Regions from separate parts of the Cyprinus carpio genome. Here region 1 is linked to region 2. The links are chromatin contacts, called in public Hi-C maps. All regions are on one chromosome and are shown on one strand. Each heading gives the region's core, a stretch centred on a gene start, on an enhancer-like site or on the middle of the called end of the contact. The rest is flanking DNA. Distances are from core to core; before and after follow the strand shown. Region 1 holds the start of LOC109102617 (integrin beta-1-binding protein 1-like). Region 2 holds the start of LOC109107066 (kinase D-interacting substrate of 220 kDa B-like).

Region 1 (4,116 bases), core at 748-3,247, 130 kb after region 2:
TATTTGTTTATGATGTTTGTACTTAATGACTGTTGGTAAACCCACCTTGCTTTTAGTGCTGACCTCACTGCTCTGGGAGCTGCTGCTGCTGTGGCGCTTCTTGACCTTTCGAAACATCCTTCACCATGACGCCAGTGCTGCAGGTCTCCAGCTTACCAGCAGATGGTAACAGAGTCTGAGGAGATTTAGCAGCATTAGTACCATTTCAGTTCGTCAAAATCATCTTACAAGCCCATAGTTTCCTGTAAAGATGAGTTTTAATCAAATAAACAACCTCCATTTGAATGCCAGGTACTATTTTTTTAAAGAATTTATGCCTAACAGTGTATTGACACTAATAACACTGAAGAGAAAGTACAATATGCTAGCCAATAAAATATTTTAGAAAAGAGCAAACACAGAAACAAATATAGAAATAAATATGTAAAAAAAAATAATAATAATAATCATGTACTTCCAGGCCTTGAACTCAAAAATAAATTTTTGACCCATTCTCAGGAAATAATTCTCATTATTTGATACTAGGAACTTATGGAAGATTGATTCCATAAAAAAAGAAAAAGAAAAAAAAGAAAAGCTTACTGTATCTCACAATTCTGACATTTCTTTTTGCAGGTCTGATTTTAGATCTCACAATTCTTTCTTTCTTCTTGCAATTTTGAAAAAAAAAAAAAAAAAAAAAACAAGTCTGAACCGTGAGCTATAAAATCTGAATTGTATGATACATTATAAACTCAGAATTGCAAAATATAAAATCTCAATTCAATGAAGAAAAGTATGAAGTGTGAAATAAAAAGTTACAATTATCTTTTTTTTTTTATCCTGTGGCAATTTTTAATACGTGGGAATTGTGAGATGTCAACACAGAATTCTAAGAAAAAAGGACAAAATTTCTAAATTTTCAACACAGATTTAAGAGATGAAGGGTAAACTCTGAATCGTGAAAAAAAAAAAAAAACACTCCTCAACAAACTTCAGAAAACTTCTCCGCCACAGGAATGCAAGTTTGGATAAATATCTCACAATTCTTAGGTTTTTTTTTTATTTTTTAGGAATCAGACTTTGAGATATTGTAAAATAAATAAATAAAATATTCTACAAACATAATAAAAGCAAATTCATTTACAATCAGATAATTGCTTACACACACACACACATATACATAAATACATACATACATATATATATATATATATATATATATATATATATATATATATATATATATATATATATACACACATATATATATAGTCTGGCTAAAATTATTCTATTATAAAATAATATCGTAATACATCATCATTCATTAAATCAGTTTTTTTTTTTTTATTCTTAACAGTTCTCAACTCTCAATTCTCAACACTAACTATTAACCAAAAAACAATGTGTGCCCATGAGTGAAAACTGAGAGCTGTCTCAGCGTCATAAATAAACTAACAAGGTTCCTTATGTAGTATTTCTGTTCAGATATAATAGACATTACGTTAAGAAAAACACTGTATTTAGAGTATGAGAAACAGCATGGACGTATTCGGGGGTTCAGGGCACTCCACGAGCCCACGCCCCAAAAAACAATGGTACGAAACTTTGCGTAGCTTTCTGAGAGTCGCTCAGCTCGCGCTTTATGACTTCTTCCAGGCGCGAGGTCGCTCACCGCGAGCCCTTTGTTAAGGAAAACCCCGCGGAAAGTAACGGAAACCCGTTGCTAGGATAAACACTCAGCAGCACCCCACGTCCAACTTGACTAATGCGAGCGCAAAGGGCTCTTATTTGGTCGTTTATTGGCATCTCTACAATTAAATATGGATCATTTGAACTTGGTAAACAAGCACACTTGGCATACCTCTATTTTGAGCTCACTATGCAGCAGTGTACGGCTGTAATGATTATTAATAGGTAGGTTCATCAAAGCAGCGGTCGGCGGCTCTCTCTGTTTTGGCGAGACTTGCGTTGACGCTTCACTTCCTGTTCGGCTCCACCCAGCACTTCTTAAAGGGGACGCACGATAATAAATGGCTGTGTTTACATTGGATTAAAGGGACAGTTCACCCCGGAATAAAAATTCTGTCATTAATTACTCACCCTCATGTCCTTCCAAACCCGTAAGACCTGCGTTAATCTTCGGAACAAAAATTAAGATATTTTTGATGAAATTGGAAAGCTCTCTGACACTGCATAGACGGTTTTATCGGGCGCATGCGCCTGGCCCGAAGTTAATTTCCGGTCTGTGTTTGTTCATCAGTCTGGCTATGGCGCCGTCTACAAACGCAGTTAAAGTTAAGGTGATGAGTAGACTGAAGTTGGGCTCAGGTGGTTGTGCTGTGGGATGTGTTTCCCATACATTTATTTATTTGCGGCACTCACAATATCAAAACTGACCGATTTTCCAAAAGGCTTGGTTGAATAAACATGAGCACGTACTGCACATTTAAAAATCAAAACGACGCGCAGTTGTTTTTATATCACTGTGTTTATTAAGGAAGACTATCTTTAATTAGTCTATTAAATTTTTGATGTCATTTTTATTTCATCTTACATGTTATATGCCTGATAAAGCAGCGTTTGTGAGCTCAGCGCTGCTTTGTGTACAGCAGTTACTATAGAAACCTCTGTTTCTCCCGCTTTAAAGCACCTCCTGCTGGCAGAGAGTTAATTTGCATTTTCAGTAAGTCTGATTTACCAGCAAACATATTTTGCTTGTTATCAAAAATAATCTACTCTAGAGGGACTACTTAGCTGTTGTTACTGATTCTGTCTGGAAGTCTACCGGAAGTTAAGTTAGGGCCACAAAAGCACGCATGCGCAGTAACGTTTGTTTATGTTGTTGCCGTTGAAACTGTCTATAGACAGCAACGCAACTGAAATGTTCCAGACCCAGAAAGGTAGTAAGGACATCGGTAAAACTGTCCATGTGACATCAGTGGCTCAACTTCAGTTTTGCAAAGCTATGAGAATACTTTTTATTAAAAGAAAACAATTTTTTTTTTTTTTTTTTACAATTCTTCTCCCTGAGGTACCGTTTTCGGGCATTTTGGAGAGCACCACGACATATGAGCACACCTGAATGTTTTCATTGGAAATCGCGCGCATACTTCGTGGTACTCTCCAAAATGGCGGAAGACAGTAACTCGGGGAGAAGAATTGTTGAATAAAGTCATTATTTTTGTTTTCTTTGTGCACAAAAATCTCATATATTCTCATAGCTTCGCTAAATTTAAATTGAGCCACCGGAAGGTCTTACAGGTTTGGAACGACATGAGGGTAAGTAATTAATGACAGAATTTTCATTTTTGGGTGAACTAACCCTTTAACAATTTGAATTTATTACTAGCCTACTACTAAATACAACGGAAGCCCGCTTCCGCCACTAAATAAAAAATTTAATTTAAAATTTAAAACTTGCAATTCTAAGAAAAAAAGTCATAATTGTGAGATAAAAAGTTGCAATTACCTCGTTTTATTTTTTATTCAGGGGCGGAAACAGGCTTCCATAAAATACTGCATAGTATATTACCTAATATTTCAAAATAGCAGACATGGGTATGTTTAGAACTGATATTAGCTTACTAACTGTAAGCTCTACATAATCTATTCTAGCCTATATGTATTTATTTACTCATTTATTAAATATCAAGTAGCTTAGAATGGAGTCCATTCTAAACAGATCCTCTTCCAATTTAATAAATAAATAAATAGTATCACGTGTATAAAGCTTACATTTATTTGTTATTGCCATTAGCAAAACTAGCTTGGAATAACTAGAAACATGTTTGTTATTATTATTATTATTATTATTAAGAAAATTTTATTCATTTACATTACATTTCCAGGTCTAGAAATCACAGTCTTAAAATTAGGCTTCCTTTTATATTGAGGTTTTTGAAGACTTTTTGATGGGTAAAATAAGAAATATCTTGATTTTTAGTTGTTTTGTCATCATTTTAATGCTTGTTTTGTCTTCTTTTTATTCACTTTAAGTCATTGGAGGTTTGCTGAGGTTCCCTAGTGGACCTCGGCCCCTTAGTTAATAAACAATTATTTGTTTATTTATAATAGTAAATTGCCATATATAGAATGGACCGAATAACACACTTTATGATTATTTATTTATTTAAT
Region 2 (3,741 bases), core at 876-3,375:
TTGATTTATTTTACTAAAAATGATTCAAAGAAGATTAATCAAATCACAATTACTGAAATATATAATTTATTATAATACACATTAGAATGTTTACTTTGCAATATGAATATGATGTCCCATAACTGATGGTGTCTTTGTTGTCTCTTTTGGTGTCTGAGTTATAAATTTATTTAAAACAACAACCACTACAATAAAAAACAACAACAATAATAATGATTTAATAATAGTAATAATAATAATAATAATAATAATAATAAGTCTATTAATAGTAATAATACTGTCATTTTTACGATCTAAATGGTCAGAAATCGAATTTTGTTCTGAGATCAAACAATACTTGTACCCTATAGTACAGAGACAGTGGACCCCCCATAGATATTTTTGTCTTATTGGGTTGTGTAGATTAAAGGGATACTCCACCCCAAAATGAAAATTTTGTCATTAATCACTTACCCCCATGTAGTTCCAAACCCGTAAAAGCTTCGTTCGTCTTCGGAAACACAATTTAAGATATTTTGGATGAAAACCGGGAGGCCTGTGACTGTCCCATAGACTGCCAAGTAAATAACAGTGCCAAGGTCCAGAAAAGGTATGAAAGTTGTCGTCAGCATACTCCATCTGCCATCAGACGTGCAATCTGGATTATATGAAGTGACAGGAACACTTTTTGTAAGCGAAGAAAACAAAAAAAACCCCTGACTTTATTCAACAATTCCTCTCCTCTGTATCTCTCCAAATAAGCGTAGCGCCATTTTGACATATCTGTCTAGTATGCAGACGGCTTACGCTCTTCTGTGTCAGCCGCGCCACAAGGATACGTTTTTTACGTGTATTTATGCTTTGGTTTGAATGAAAACAGCACACTGGCGCAGCGCGGCTGACACAGAAGAGCGTACGCCATCTGCGTACTGCTCAGAATTGCCAAAATGGCGCTACGCTGATTTGGAGAGACACAGAGGAGGGGAATTGCTGAATAAAGTCATTATTTTTGTTTTCTTCGTGTACAAAAAGTATTCTCGTCACTTCATAACATTACGGTTGAATCACTGACGGCAGATGGAGTATTCTGACGATGCTTTTCATACTTTCCTGGACCTTGACACTGTTATTTACTTGGCAGTCTATGGGACAGTCTCAAGCCTCCCGGTTTTCATCCAAAATATCTTGAATTGTGTTCCGAAGACGAACAAAGCTTTTACGGGTTTGGAACGACATGGGAGTAAGTGATTAATGACAAAATTTTCATTTTGGGGTGGAGTAACCCTTTAATATCATCAACAGTAAAATAGAAATTGTTACTTTTGAATCACAACATACTGAATTTCATATAGCAATAGTACAAATAATATTAAAGTCACTTAAAAAAAACATTCATACATTAATATTTTGCTTTCTTAAAAAAATATATAATTAATGACATTCTCGATATCTCGAATTAAATATTTATATATAGGTTAAACACATCTAAATGTAAATTTCTAAGTACCCCCTGCATTCCCTTCGTTGAGTTACATCTGGTTTGAGAATCACTGCTCTGAGGATCGGTTTCAATAGTGTTGCACAAAGGAACAGTGGTAAACAAGTTCACACCAGCACCGTGAAAAATAACTTCTGGAAGCAGCTCAGACGTATTTGCCCACCGTATTAAAGGTGTAAAGAGTATCATACCATAGCTAATTGTAGCTGTAAAGGGCAGCAGCATTGTGCACACGTGTTTACAAACAGACCTTAAGTTACATGTCCGCAACAAAAGCTGCTACTGGAGTGAAGGAAGCGCACGTGTCCTGACAGCTGGAGCTCAACTGTCCATGTCCACTGTTCTCACTTTTAACACACTAACAGTGTCTCAAAGCTACTTTTAACCTTCTTCTAAAAGAATTAAAAACTTACTTTGACTTACGTGAAAATTACAAATTGGCATAAATTCACGTCTTAATAAAACACGTGTCAGTTTGTTTACATAATTCTTATAACTTACAAATCCCTTCCAGATAAAAACAAGTAATCCGATATAATTCACATAAATTTGTTGCTTACCATAACCTTTCTGTCTGGAGGCAGTCTTGCGTTACAGCACAGCCATTTTGTGTGAACAGGGGTGAGGATGAAATTAAAATTAACTACACATGACCACACCCACAGTGCGCAAACCACGCCCAGTACAGGACAAGGTCACGCCCATGTTTTGACAGACTGTAGTTACCTGTTTTATGTCTGTTTCTCATTTGACACATGTATTACCAAAATATTGAATACCCATCCATCGATCTATCATCGGAAATGCCATATTATTGTATGGATTTTTAATTCATTCAGTGTCATATCTTTGCTGTAAACCATTGTTGCATTACCCATAGGAAAACCAAAAACACTCATACGAATCCTGGGAAGGAAAATATGGTTTATTTGTTTTGAGACTGTCATCATGGTAGTGGAATTCATTTTTAATGTCAAATCCTTTATTCAAAGGAAAAATGGTTTGGCTTGGTACAACTTCAGAGCACTCGGTTTGTCAAATAATTCAAATGCTGGGTAAGTATCACATCTCAGATTCTGATTATTACAGAAAATAAAAAGAGGCTGTGTTTGTTCTCCTCTGGACAGTTCTCAATCCAAGTACATTTGCACAGACAACCTTGTGTTGTATAATGTATATTGGTGAACTGATATATATTGAAGTAGCTAACATATAAGGGATTACTTATTTCTGTATCTCTCCACAAACGTATTACATTATAGTTTTGCTGTACACTGCCAGGTTATGCAACATCACAACCAGTCAGTAGGAATTACAATGGAAAAGTTAATCGATTCTGTGCAATATCTGGAAAGCTTTAGCAACCAGTTAAGGGGGTTTGCTTGTTCACTAAGGGTCACAATCACTTATTTTGGATGACCATTAAAGACCAACAAGACAATGACAAACAACAGAACTGAGGTGGCTGATAGACAACAAATGCACTATATTATTAATAATAAAAAATAAAAAAACGTACAGTAGTCAACACAGTTTTGGGTCATTCTTTGTAGAATCAGTAGTTGGAAATGGTATTGAAATAAATGATGACTAAATCAAAATATTACAGATAAATAAGGCCTTAAAAAACGTGCCTCCACTTTTACTTGGGCCTTAAAAAAGATGTTACGCTGTATTAAGCTGAACATTATCTGAACAAAGGGACGATGTTTACACGTAAACAGAAATTAACACACATTTAACGTCTTTCTATGGATGAAGCCTGTTTACACTATATCCCCATAACACTGGAACACCATCCTGATTCTCCTTCGCTGCTACAATGAATTTAACATTTTGGGCAAATTCATCCATTAACCACAAACTCTAACTGTTGAGTAGCACTGAGGTTTCTTGCATTGCTTTCTTGCATTGCTTGCAAGTTAGCTCTACCCCGACTCATTCCTACCAAAAGTGCAAATAGGGAGGGAGTGAAAAATATTTCATCCCAAAATCTCAGTAGGTAAAAATAACGTCAGCATCAGACCAAATAAATGACTTGTTTTTTAAAGTACAAACCTCTCACCCTGTTGTAAACCTGTACAAATAACATGATCTTTTTGTGCACCTCATGTGATTTGGCACTCTGGACATTTAAAACAAGTTTTGCATTGAGGTGCTAGTTAGTACACTGGTTACTGTGGGACATATCCCCTTTGGGCAGTTAAAAGAAATCAATAAGCAAAACCTTTATAAAAAAGAGACAAAAAGGCCAAAAAGAGAAA

What was found. A called contact is a pair of places that touch in the nucleus more often than the background predicts.
Region 1: a contact with region 2 is called in a Hi-C map of liver, with 3 times the contacts expected there. The contact joins the promoter of LOC109102617 here to the promoter of LOC109107066 in region 2. A contact is called at or near these places in 3 of 8 Hi-C or Micro-C datasets (liver and skeletal muscle).

Annotation. Positions count from the first base shown.
Region 1 is chrB17:18,038,696-18,042,811 of ASM1834038v1, forward strand. It overlaps LOC109102617 (integrin beta-1-binding protein 1-like), which reads right to left and starts at 1,998. Exons shown (of 7, transcript XM_019116011.2): 1 at 1,844-1,998; 2 at 46-175. The coding sequence starts at 117.
Region 2 is chrB17:17,908,546-17,912,286 of ASM1834038v1, forward strand. LOC109107066 (kinase D-interacting substrate of 220 kDa B-like) reads right to left here and starts at 2,126. Exons shown (of 31, transcript XM_042742612.1): 1 at 2,038-2,126. LOC109106849 (lysophospholipid acyltransferase 2-like) reads right to left here. Exons shown (of 13, transcript XM_042742613.1): 13 at 2,389-3,741.